2 separate regions of the Mus musculus genome follow, and region 2 is linked to region 1. Evidence: chromatin contacts called from public HiChIP or PLAC-seq data. All regions are on one chromosome and are shown on one strand. Each heading gives the region's core, a stretch centred on a gene start, on an enhancer-like site or on the middle of the called end of the contact. The rest is flanking DNA. Distances are from core to core; before and after follow the strand shown.

Evidence for each region. HiChIP or PLAC-seq counts read pairs in DNA pulled down with a chosen protein or histone mark.
Region 2: an H3K27ac HiChIP or PLAC-seq map of large pre-B cells shows a contact between it and region 1, with 4 times the contacts expected there. The contact joins two enhancer-like sites. A contact is called at or near these places in 7 of 39 promoter capture datasets (cranial neural crest, embryonic stem cells, frontonasal cranial neural crest and 3 more) and 1 of 115 datasets of contacts at active chromatin or transcription factors (large pre-B cells).

What each region holds. Positions count from the first base shown.
Region 1 is chr8:24,602,118-24,608,297 of GRCm38.p6, reverse strand. It overlaps Adam18 (a disintegrin and metallopeptidase domain 18), which reads left to right. Exons shown (of 20, transcript NM_010084.2): 20 at 5,913-6,052. Among named protein-coding and RNA genes, the nearest start is that of Ido1, 8.3 kb to the right of the region's middle. Within about 2 kb of position 1,462, at least 4 of the 459 cell types and tissues checked have an H3K27ac peak or open chromatin away from gene starts, as enhancers often do.
Region 2 is chr8:25,064,897-25,071,129 of GRCm38.p6, reverse strand. The region is part of intron 3 of Plekha2 (pleckstrin homology domain-containing, family A (phosphoinositide binding specific) member 2); the gene reads left to right. Among named protein-coding and RNA genes, the nearest start is that of Htra4, 29 kb to the right of the region's middle. Within about 2 kb of position 2,984, at least 187 of the 459 cell types and tissues checked have an H3K27ac peak or open chromatin away from gene starts, as enhancers often do.

The DNA of each region.
Region 1 (6,180 bases), core at 213-2,712:
AATTTTATTAGCTTTTGAGAACAGCAGAGTGGGAAAGCCATCAACCTCAGCAGCTGTCCAGAATAGGGACATGGAAGAGATGGAGAGGAGGGAAGCCACACCCTTTACTACATAGCTAGTGAGTGAAAATATTGGCTGATCTCAAAAATCAACCCTCAATCAATCAATATACTTGTACAGGCTAGGGGAAATATTGTCAATAGATGCAAGACAAGAATGTGATAGAATCAATGTATTTACCTTGTATATCTGTACATCTTGTACATTTTTACAAGATCTTGTCATTTTTCTGGCCCATCCTAACATGACCATCTTTATCAGACTCATTCTCCTCCATGGTTGAATTTTCCTCAGAACCCAGATCAGCTGCATCCGGCACGTGCCGTTTGAGCATCGTCTCTTCCTCCTGCATACCTGCCCTAGATGACTGTCTCATACTTTTCCCCCCTGGGCTGCCTTTTTATATGCTTGGTTCAAATTCTAGTGACACCTAAGTCAATAAACCATAAACGAGTTAATCTAAAGCCAACGGTGTTTGACTCGGATGCAGAATAGACTTGTGGGTCCGATAACTTGTGGGTTCAGAATCGTTTCGCCAAGGAAAACGGGCCTGGGTATGTCTCATGTCGAGTGGTCAGAACTGACAGGAATAGGGCAAGCACACCATACATCCACGTCAAATATCTGATTGCATCATAAACACATCCTCCCCACACTGAGAATCATAACACTGAGTGTGCATTAGTCTGCGTTGGCTTCATGCTCCTTCTCTTATAGCAATAGGGAGAGGTGTACAGTCTCTTCTTTTCAAACGTTGTTTTGTGTAGAGCTGTGGTCCTCAACCTTCCTAAATGCGGTGACCCTTTAACACAGTTCCTCATGTTGTGGTGAGCCCCAGCCATAAAATTATTTTTGTTGCTACTTCATAACTGTAATTTTGCTACCTGTTTATGAATCATAATGTAAATACCCGATACACAGGATATCTAATATGGGATCCCTGTGAAAGGGGTCATGACCCCCCAGGTTGAGAACTGCTGGTATAAAGAGAAAGAGATGGCCTTCCCAGCGTTACCTGAAGGCAGCCAGTGACAGTTGGATTCTATCCATCTCAGTACCATGCTTATCTTAAGGCATTGAGATCACTGTGGAAACCTAACCCAATGAAATGGCCGTGGATTGAGGATCATTTCTAGGACAAATAAATGAGGTACCCGCTGTAGCACAGCCCGAACCCCTTGACTGTGTTATGTTCTCCATGGCACAAGTGCAGACCAACTATCGACTTTGCTTCTGTAGTGTGGGGGACAGATAAAGCAGTAGGTCTGACTCTCTTGATTCCCAGCATCCTCACTAAGATGAGACCCAGCAGAAAACGGAACATTTGTACACTTCCAGTGCACTTCTTGTGAGACCACGCAGGGGCTGGTCTGTCAAGCCCTGGTCAGGCAGCTATACCCTGGGGTATTCTCCCTCTGCATGGAGAAGCATGGGGTGATGACATCATAGCAAGTGAGTGTTGCATTGGGAGAAAACTCAGCAAGAAGAGAGTGTTTCCTGAACCATTAATCCACTGGCAGAAAGGGGCACTGAGTTAGGGTCTTAGCTATCCTGATACAGGAAGTGTGAGCAGAAACCCTGAACGACTTCTTTTGTGGTTTGTATTAATTTGGCAGCAACGGAAATTGTTGCTTGGCCTAAAGGGCAAACATAGCATTTAGCAGCAGGGTCTCTGGTTGATTGTAATTGCATACTGGTCTATCCTTTTCAGCCCAAACTTCATGTAGAACACTCTGTGGGGTTCCTTCTTTTTCCCAGATGTAGAGAGAAAAAGACTATTTGGAGTCAGAGTGGCTACAGGCTGGCAAGTTGCGGAAGCTGCTTCAGAGAAGGTTTCAGGCCGTTCTGACAAAAGGTTAGAAAGCAAGGCTAGAGATATGGGTTAGTGGTTACAGAGGACAAAATTAAAGTCTGACAACCTATATCATGTAGCTCACAACTGCCAGTAACTCCCACTCTGGAGAACTTGATGTTTCTGGCTTCTGTGGACATCTGCACTCAGGTACTCATACCTAAACACACACAGACACATGCATATACATACATATGCACAACACACACATATGCATGCATACACACATGCACTTAAAAACTAATAAAAATAAATCCTTTTTTAAAAAATTAGACAGGGGAGATGGCCCTCTCCACATGAGCTCAGAATCCAGTTCGTACTTTAGACTTCGCTCCCCGAGAGTCCAACACAGAAGGGAGTAATACTGTGCCCCGTAAAAGCTAAGTGACCTGGATGCCTTCCTCGCTGTTTGCAGAAATCCAGGTGTCCCTTGTGCATTTAGGGGAGCTGTTGGTGGCAAGTTATGGGGAAAGTGTTTGGGGTCATAGCACGTGTTGCCTTTTGAGGCTGTTTTTCCCAAAGCCACCAGTTGGTTCCGTTGCCACTCTTTCACGTGCCGCAGAAAATCCTGCCCGGGCCCTCTCTGGAACCGCATATGGTGCTGGAGCAACCAGTCCCCTGTGACTCGCCCCTCTCCGACCCGGGGGTTAGATGTGTTGATCTGAAGAGCCCTATGAAGGTGCCACACATCATGGAATGCACATCCTACACATCCATGATGTTCCTGGCCACATAGTAGTCCCCTGAGTACTAGTCCAGTAGTTCACAGTGAAATCACCCTTCCTACATCTTTTGTTGATCAGCTTCAGCAACTTAAAATGTCCAATTGCACTGTTTGAATTGGCCACAAGATGGCACTGTACATTTATTGTAACAAAAAGAACCAAGCACCTTTATTTATGGCTTAGCCTGGCAGAGTCCCATTCCTTGATAGCAAAGCTTCTCTTTTGGTTTCTATTTAAGGCTAAGAAATACTATATTTTTTTTCCATTTTTTATTAGGTATTTAGCTCATTTACATTTCCAATGCTATACCAAAAGTCCCCCATACCCACCCACCCCCACTCCCCTACCCACCCACTCCCCCTTTTTGGCCCTGGCGTTCCCCTGTACTGGGGCATATAAAGTCTGCGTGTCCAATGGGCCTCTCTTTCCAGTGATGGCCGACTAGGCCATCTTTTGATACATATGCAGCTAGAGTCAAGAGTTCCGGAGTACTGGTTAGTTCATAATGTTGTTCCACCTATAGGGTTGCAGATCCCTTTAGCTCCTTGGGTACATTCTCTAGCTCCTCCATTGGGAGTCCTGTGATCCATCCATTAGCTGACTGTGAGCATCCACTTCTGTGTTTGCTAGGCCCCGGCATAGTCTCACAAGAGACAGCTACATCTGGGTCCTTTCGATAAAATCTTGCTAGTGTATGCAATGGTGTCAGCGTTTGGATGCTGATTATGGGGTGGATCCCTGGATATGGCGGTCTCTACATGGTCCATCCTTTCATCTCAAGGCTAAGAAATACTATATTTTAATTTTTTGTATGCAGATATTGCATACACAAAGTGTGGATGGACAATTTATGCAGCGAAGTTACAAAGTACAAAGTTGAAATGTTTAATTCTATTATTAAATATGTATACGAGAGTATTCATGTATGTGTGTGTATCTGTGTATGTGCCTGTGTGTTTCTGTTTTTGTGTGTATGCATGTTCCTATTGCTATGATAAAACAACTTCACTATAGGCAACTTGGGAAGGAAGGATTTGCTTTTGCTAACAGTTCCATATCACAGTGCATCATGGAGGGAGGGCAGGGCAGGAACCTGGAGGCAGGAACTGAAGCAGAGGCCGCGGACTGGGCCCTGCACCATCAATCACTAATCTAGAAAATATATCACGGGCTTGTCCAGAAGCTAATTTGGTGGGAGCATTTTCTCAATTGACATCCCCATTAGCTTGTGTCAAGTTGACATAAAACCAGACAGCACAGTGCACGTGATTGTGTGTGTGAGTCTGTGTGAGCGCGCTTGCACCTGTGTGTGAGTGTGTGTGAGAGAGTGAGTATACGTGTGTGAGTGTGTGTTTGTTGTGTTTGTGCGTGTGAGTGTGTGTGAGCGTCTCTGTGAGTGTGCATGCACGTGTTTATGAGAGAGTTACTATGTGAGTGTGTGTTTGTGTGAGAGTGAGTATGTGTGTCTGTGTTTGAGTTTGTGTGAGTGTGTGTGTGTGTGACTTTGAGTGAGTGTGTATGAGTGTGAGTTTGTGTATGTATATATATGTGTGTGTGTGTGTATGATATGTGATGTGTGTGTGTGTGTGTGTGTGTGTGTGTGTGTGTGTGTGTGTGTGTGTGTAGGCTGAGGTCTGTATCAAGTACCTTCTAGTATTCTCTGTCTTATTTTCTCAGACAGGGTTTCTTATAGAACCTGGTTCTTGTGACTTACTTAGACCGGCTGGCCACTCTATGCTAGTGATCTTCCTGGCTACAGATCCCAGTACTGAGATGTCAGGTGCTCCTACCATACATATGGGCATTCTTATGTGGCTGCTGAGGGCTCGGCTCACCTCCCCATGCTTGCACTACAAGTACGTTGCTCACTGAACCACGGCCACGGTCCCGGTTTTAAGGTGGACAGCCCCACAGCACGCACCACACCCACGCTCAAGCCCCTCCCGCATTGCACCTTCCTAGCAGCAGGACCCGAGGACCTCAGTTGACTCTGCCCCTTGGTAAGCTTGCTTTCTGCTCCTTTGCTTTTTACATGCGAGCCGCCCCGGTGCTGCAAAGTGCCACGTCAGTGTTTCCATGTCCCCGATGCTGGCATCGCTGAGTCTTTTCTTGATTTGATGGGCTTCTGGCGAGGCAGGAGCTGCTGTTCACACACACACAGCGGTGCTAGCTGCACAGAGCAAAGCAACTGATGGACACAGCTCAACTGTCACCCAAGAGCAGCGAAGACAGTCAACCCTATACTTTGGTCACGATCACAGCAAAACTCGTTCTCTGGAAAGGAGCAATTGAAAACTCGAAACTGTCGTCGGAACTCAAACTTCCAACCTGAGCTACTGAATGGAAGTTCTTTCCTTGCTAACCTCTGTTCCTCAACCTTCCTAATGCTGTGGCCCTTTGAGTACAGTCCCTCTTGTTGTGGTAATCCCTAATCATAAAATTATTTTTGTTGCTACTTCATAAATGTAATTTTTGCTACTTTCATGAATTGTAGTGTAAATATCTGTGTTTTCTGATGGTCTTAAGCAACCCCTGTGAAGGGGGCGTGACCCACAGGTGGAGGATCAGTGCTCTTCTCACTTGTGGACTCTATATTAATACACACACATACACACACATACACACACACACATACATACACACACGCATACACACACACATACATACACACACGCATACACACACACATACACACACACGCGCGCATACACACACATACACACACACATGCACCCACATACACACACACACATACACACACACATACACACACATACACACACACACACACACACACACACACACACACACACGCATACACATACACAGGCACACGCACACATCACTTAGTTTCCTTAAACCACGACTTTACCCCTAAGAAAGTAAAAGTTAAACTGAGCAGACCAGGACGTTCACACTTATAACCCCAGGATTTAGATGGAGGCAGAAACAAGAAGTTGCAGCTTCATAAAATCCACCAGTCTTTCAAACAAACAAAAGGAAGAAAGAAAGAAAAGAAAAGATTCAAACGTAGAAAAAGAAATGTGTCCTTGTTGTCTCTTGGCCATAATCTGTTTGCCCAAAATGTAGATTCTAATAAATAACTAGATAAAAACGTACATGTTCTCTCTCTCTCTTTTGCACTTCTTGGACAGTTCCCTAGAATTAAGCTGGTTGGTCAGGGGTTAATTTTTCATGTTTGTGTTAGGTGGGAACCCAGCATCAGGCCTGGCTCCTGACCCAGTTGTGAATCTTTCCTTTCCTCTTTGTTCCAGCCATTCATTGCACCAGAAATCGGCCAAGGAAGCTAGCAGTTGATGGACCCAAGGAGGAAGTGTGTGTTCTAACCGCTCTGTTACCGGTGGATACACTTTAAATCTCAGACTTTTGGAAAATAAAACTGATATATGCACGAGTGAGGCTCTTATGTGTCTCTTCCAAGGCCGTGGATGGCAGGTGACATGGAGTGGGTCAGGGTGGCTGGTGGCAACATCCCAAGTCCTCCCTACTGCAAAATCCTAGATCCACAGATCCAGGCCGGAA
Region 2 (6,233 bases), core at 1,735-4,234, 460 kb before region 1:
GGACCACACCCAACATCTGGGTACCTCCTGGGGAGCATGGTAGGTCCCTGGCAGTCTGTGCCCTCACCTAGCATTCATGTAGGGGCAAGAGCAGCTCTTAGTCTTCTCTGAGACCTGGGGGAGTAGGGCCAGTCAACAACGCTCACAAAAAACTGCTGAATTCGGCTGCTTTTAGCAGTCCCTCCCCAGGGCAGCCTCTGCTGCTGCTGACCCATGATGCAGCCCTGATTTAAAAAAAAATAAATGAATAACTAAATAACGGGAAAAAGTGGCCAGGGGATTTAGCTCCTCTTCAGAAAGCAGGAGGGAAGCCAGGTGGCACCCAGCCAGATTCAAAGCCGCAGAAGTCCTGTCCCCCATGCCTGTCCTCATGAGGGCTGCTGCTTTCTTCCCTGGCTCCTCCCACCCAAGGGACTTTGAGGACCTAGAGGCTAGGGGTTGAGCTAAGTGGCTCCCATCTGGTAACAGATTTAAGATCTGAGAAGAGCTCCTACAGACGATGGGGGTCAAGAGAGGTGCTGAGAGGAGTGGCCATCTTTGGCTGGACGGGCAGGCTCATCCCATGCCTGCCAGCTGCAGCTGGACCTCAGCACCGAGGGAGAGAAGATGCTGGGCAGTGGTTGAGCTGATTAGAGGGGAGATAATGGCCTCAGGGGAAGGATGCTGCTGGTTAAAGCGCACAGCTGCAGGCAATTTGTGCATGCCCTTTGATAAGAAATGTGGGGGCCTCCCCAGGCCAGGGCAGCCCAGCCCAGCTTCTGCCCACCCCCCACCCCCCCAAGGGGCCCTTTCTTCTCATCTGCTGAGAGCTCATTAGGTCATTTCTCCAGAAGGAGAATTGGGGGGAGGGCAGGGGAAGGGGGGGAGGGAGTGGAGAGGGGGAAGGCAGGAGAGCAGAAAACCCTGTTGAAGATGAAAACTGAAACCGTCTCCTGTGTGATGGGTTGGGGAAGCATTTTTTTTTGGCGGGGGGGGGGGGGGGGAGGGAGCAGTGAATATAATCTCCTGCTGAATCATGGTTTATAAATGCAGCCCAGAGGAGGCTTTCAGTATCCTCTGCCTCTTTTAGAAAGGGTGACCTGACTTTTAGCCAGCCCTTCCTGAGACAGGTGAGCCCACACAGGTCTTTGAAAAACCCATAAATGGCCACTGGGTTAGGTCACCGATCGATGAGTACCTTACCTCCAGCTGACCCACTGCCAGAACAAACTAGGCCCTCTTCTGTCTGTCTGTCTGCCTGCCTGTCTGTCTGTCTGTCTCTCTTTTTTTTTGTCATCCTTAGGTCACTCCCAGGGTCAAGTGTTTGCACAGAGTGAGACAGATTGGCTTGTTCTGTCCCTGATCTCTGGAAGACTAGTGTATGGGGCTGGCATGTTAGGGGTGGGGTGGAGGGATGGAGGGGTGGGGGGGGTAAGGGGTGGGGTGGAGGGATGGAGGGGTGGGGGGGGGTAAGGGGTGGGGTGGAGGGATGGAGGGGTGGGGGGGGTAAGGGGTGGGGAGAGGTGTGTGGGGGGGTGCTGTCCTCCAGAGGGCCGACCCAAAGATGGAAGTATCTGTCTCCAGGACATAATGACAACAGAAGCAGTCTGGTTGGGCAAACTAGGAAATAACTGAACCTGGCCCATGGTGTTATCTTTTCATTGTCCTTCTGTCCCATCCCAGAGGTCTTCACACAGCCAGCCCCCAGCCCTACTGGATCTATTTTTTGAGGGCTTCTGATAGATAACAGGTCCTCCAAAAATACTGGCTATTAACTATTTGTGTGTTGTGGGCTGGGTGTGGACGGGTAGAGAGAGAGACTCCAAAACAGTGATTCTCAACCTGTGGGTCGGGACCCCTTGAGGTGTTGAGCGACCCTTTCACAGGGGTCACCTAAGACCATAGGCAAACACAGAGATTTCCACTATGGTTCATAACTGTAGCAAAATTACAATTAGGAAATAGCAAGAAAATAATTCTATGGTTGGGTAGCATGAGGAACTGTATTTGAGGGCCACAGTTGGACAGAACACAGGGTCCCCAATGAAGGTGATAGAGAAAGTACCCAAGGAGCTGAAGGGGTCTGCAGCCCCATAGGAGGAACAACAATATGAACCAACCAGTACCCCCAGAGCTCCCTGGGACTAAACCACCAACCAAAGAAAACACATGGTGGTGGGACTCATGGCCCTAGCTGCATATGTAGCAGAGGATAGCCTAGTCAGTCATCAATGGGAGGAGAGGCCCTTGGTCCTGTGAAGGTTCTGTGCCCCAGTATAGGGGAATGCCAGGTTAAGGAAGTGGGAGTGGGTGGATTGGTGAGCAGGGGGAGGGGAGAGGGGATAGGAGATTTTTAGAGAGGAAACTAGGAAAGGGGATAACATTTGAAATGTAAATAAAGAAAATTTCAAATAAAAAAAGCAAAGGAAAGGAAAGGAAAGAAGAGAAGAGAAGAGAAGAGAAGAGAAGAGAAGAGAAGAGAAGAGAAGAGAAAAGAAAAGAAGAGGCCACGGTGTTAGGAAGGCTGAGAGCTACTACTGCTCTGGAGAGCCCACTGAAGGGCACTGATAAATTTCCAGATAAATATGCTTACGTATGTACCAACTTGAAAGGCCTCTGATGATTGTGTGGGTGGCTTTCTTACTTTGTTGCGGGACAGTCTCCTCTGACACTGGGGCATGCTTTTGAGTTCTCCAAGACCTTCCTCTGCTTTTGTCCCGGGTGCTGAGAGGCCTCACTTCCGGCCAACGGCAGACAGGGTGTGGCTGGCCCTCACGGTGTCCCGACGCTTGGGTGACGCTTAGGTTGCTACTGCGTCTGATAATCGAAAGCTCCTGAGACTGTCCAGCTGCCAGGTGGCTCTTCTGCGTCACTCGTGGGGGGCCCCAAGGGTATTCTTTTCTTCACCCCGACACTCTCTCGATGTTGGCGTGCTCACAGGACCTGCCAGCCGACCACTGTTGGGCAGTGACTCAATTGTGTCTGCCTTGTGGTATGAGAATGTTTGTGCCTGGGTGCCCTCGCTTGAGTCAGACTGTTGGATGTCCTCACCCACCTGTGGCCACACTGCTTCCTGTAGGGCCTGTGCTCTTCCTGTGTTTGAAGATGGTTGTAGCCTGACACTGTCACCAACGGGTGGAAGGTAGATGCGGGGGGGGGGCAGGGGGGGGCTGTCCAAGCCTCTGGGGGCAGGCTGTCAGGGACAGGCCAAAGTCAGAGTTCTGCAACAGCCCTTCTCTGTGGACGTAGCCACAGGTGGACAAATTAATTTTTCGTGCCTGCTGCCCTGTGTCTGTGAGAAGGACATTTACCTTCTCACGTTGGTGTTACTAAGGGAGAAACTGGTCTATGGAGGTTCTTAACCCTGGTCTACAGCTAATCAGGACAGAACAGGGATCAATCTCATTAGTTTGGCAATGAATTACTTTGCCCAACAACACTTCCATGCTAAGCCATGAGGCTGGGGCACACTGTAAATGCACATGCATGTGGACCCTCCGACTATAAAGTGCATATACGAATATGAACAAGCAGAAAGCCGTGTATGGCCTTTGGAAGCTCTGGTTCTCACAATAACTGCATGGGTAGCATTTTCCCAGGCTGACTAATCAGTGCAGTGAGCATGATCATTTGTAATCCACGTGGGGTCAAAGGGTCAGCCAGTGGCACTCTGTTCAGCCGGTGATAAATAGGAGTCTCCCCAGGAAAGGGCGATGCTACAGACAAGGTAGAGAGGATCTTAGGGACCAAGCTTCTCAACTCCATCAAAATTGCCAGCTGGATGAGAAGGAAGCTGGGAGGTGGGTGGGTTCCTAGGGCCAGAAAACAGCAGGTCCGTGACACTCAGGGTTAATGCAGGAACCCAGCCAAGCACAGCACAGCACAGCCCAACCCAACCCAACACAGCACAACCCAGCCCAGCCCAGCATACTATAGCATAGCATAGCATAGCATAGCATAGCATAGCATAGCATAGCATAGCATAGCATAGCATAGCATAGCATAGCATAGCCCAGCCCAGCCCAGCCCAGCCCAGCCCAGCCCAGCCCAGCCCAGCCCAGCCCAGCCCAGCCCAGCCCAGCCCAGCACAGCACAGCACAGCACAGCACAGCACAGCCAAGCATAGCATAGCCCAGCACAGCACAGCCCAGCATAGCCCAGCACAGCACAGCACAGCCTAGCCCAGCCCAGCCCAGCCCAGCCCAGCCCAGCCCAGCCCAGCCCAGCCCAGCCCAGCCCAGCCCAGCCCAGCCCAGCACAGCACAGCCCAGCACAGCATAGCCCAGCATAGCACAGCACACACAGCACAGCACAGCCCAGCACAGCCCAGCATAGCCCAGCCCAGCCCAGCACAGCACAGCACAGCACAGCACAGCACAGCACAGCACAGCCCAGCCCAGCCCAGCATAGCACAGCACAGCACAGCACAGCACTGCACAGCCCAGCCCAGCCCAGCCCAGCCCAGCCCAGCCCAGCCCAGCCCAGCACAGCCCAGCACAGCCCAGCCCAGCCCAGCACAGCACAGCACAGCACAGCACAGCACAGCACAGCACAGCACAGCACAGCACAGCACAGCACAGCCCAGCATAGCCCAGCACAGCCCAGCCCAGCACAGCACAACACAGCCCAGTCCAGTATAGCCCAGCCCAGCCCAGCCCAGCCCAGCACAGTACAGCACAGCTCGGGCAGAGGACTGGAGGTTGCCTGGAAACATAGATGCCGAGGTTCACAGCCAGGAAATGAGTAGCTGCAGACCAGCAACTGGCTTGGATTGTACCCCAGGAAAACAAGGTGGTTCAGGGCCAGGACTGACAGTCTCCTAAATGCTACCTGTGAAGCATGGAGGCATGACTACTGCCAGTTGTCTGTCTGAGCTCTTCTCATGTTTTTCAGAAGTTTCTTAGGCCACCTGGCCTCCACCTCGCTTCAGAGTTTCTTTGTCAATACAGTGGGATGAACACACACACACACACACACACACACACACACACACACACACACACACACCTACATAGTTTCTGTCTCTTCTTCCCTTGGTGATAGTCTGGACAGCCTTGGGATTCTGCTAGTAGGAAGTCATCAGCAGATGTAGTCCTTCATCCTTCAGAAACAGGGGTAATGTGACATCTTGGGTTTTAAATACTTGTCACTGAGGTTGATGTAATGTTATTTACATTTTAATTATTAACATTGAAAATGCCATGCGTGTTTTTTTTAAGTTTTATTTTAAATTATTTATTATTAGTAGTATTATTGTAGTGTGTGGTGTGTGATTTATCGTGTGGGTGTGTGATTTGTTTTAAGATGGGGTGGGCCCATGTAACCCAGGCTAGCCAGAAACTTGCTGTGTAGCCTAAAGTCAAGGTCCTTTTGTGTCAGCCTCCCAAGTGCTGGGATTACAGATGAATGCTGCCTTGCCTGACACCATAGTCCCTCCTTCATGAGTAGATTCTACATGGCAGTGCAGCCAGGTCTCTTGCTTGCATTGATATATTTGATGCTGCTGTTAACTCCATAGGAACGTGACTGTGATTCCTTTCTTGACAGAACATCTAATGGAGATCACACACCTAATGATTTGAGACTGATTCCAAAACAAACCTCTACTATTTATCCGTTTGATATTTTGTAGGTATCACCCCAGTTCCTGGTTGAGTATTTGGGGCAATGTTATTTGGCTAAGGAATCAAGGCAGGTATCTAGGAAGATTTTAGGGGCAAGAGCAAGAGCGTAGAGACCAGTGTGCCAATCATGGTTAGATCTTGGCAACTGTGAGCCTCAAAGAAGCTCACTTCAAGACTTGAATCCCTGCTTCTACTTTCAAGTCCCAGAGTCCAGAGAGGTGAATAAGGAGACCTGGGAAAGCTAGGAAGGGGACTGAGAGGCCAGTGTCCTGGGCAGGATGCTGACTGTATGTGGATGGGTTCCGTGCTAGGTGCTGCATCTCTAGGCAACCCTAGTAAGTGGGATGGGTGGAGTGTTCCAGCATGGCTGGACCAGCATCCATTTGGTGGATAATCACCAGATCTTTGTAGGCTGTGATGGGAGTATGAATCTGAGTGATGTAGTCTCCTATGCAGACCCTCAGCAAAACCCATACAAGGGACAGGATTGTAAAAACTAGGTAAAGTACACCAGTGGTCCCGTCTACACAGGCCCGTCTACACAGGCTTTTGAATATACCCAGGTGAGCTCACTCATCTGCCAGCTGCTCTCTGGGCTGCTGGAGAGTTGCCTCTGTTCATGGGCAACAT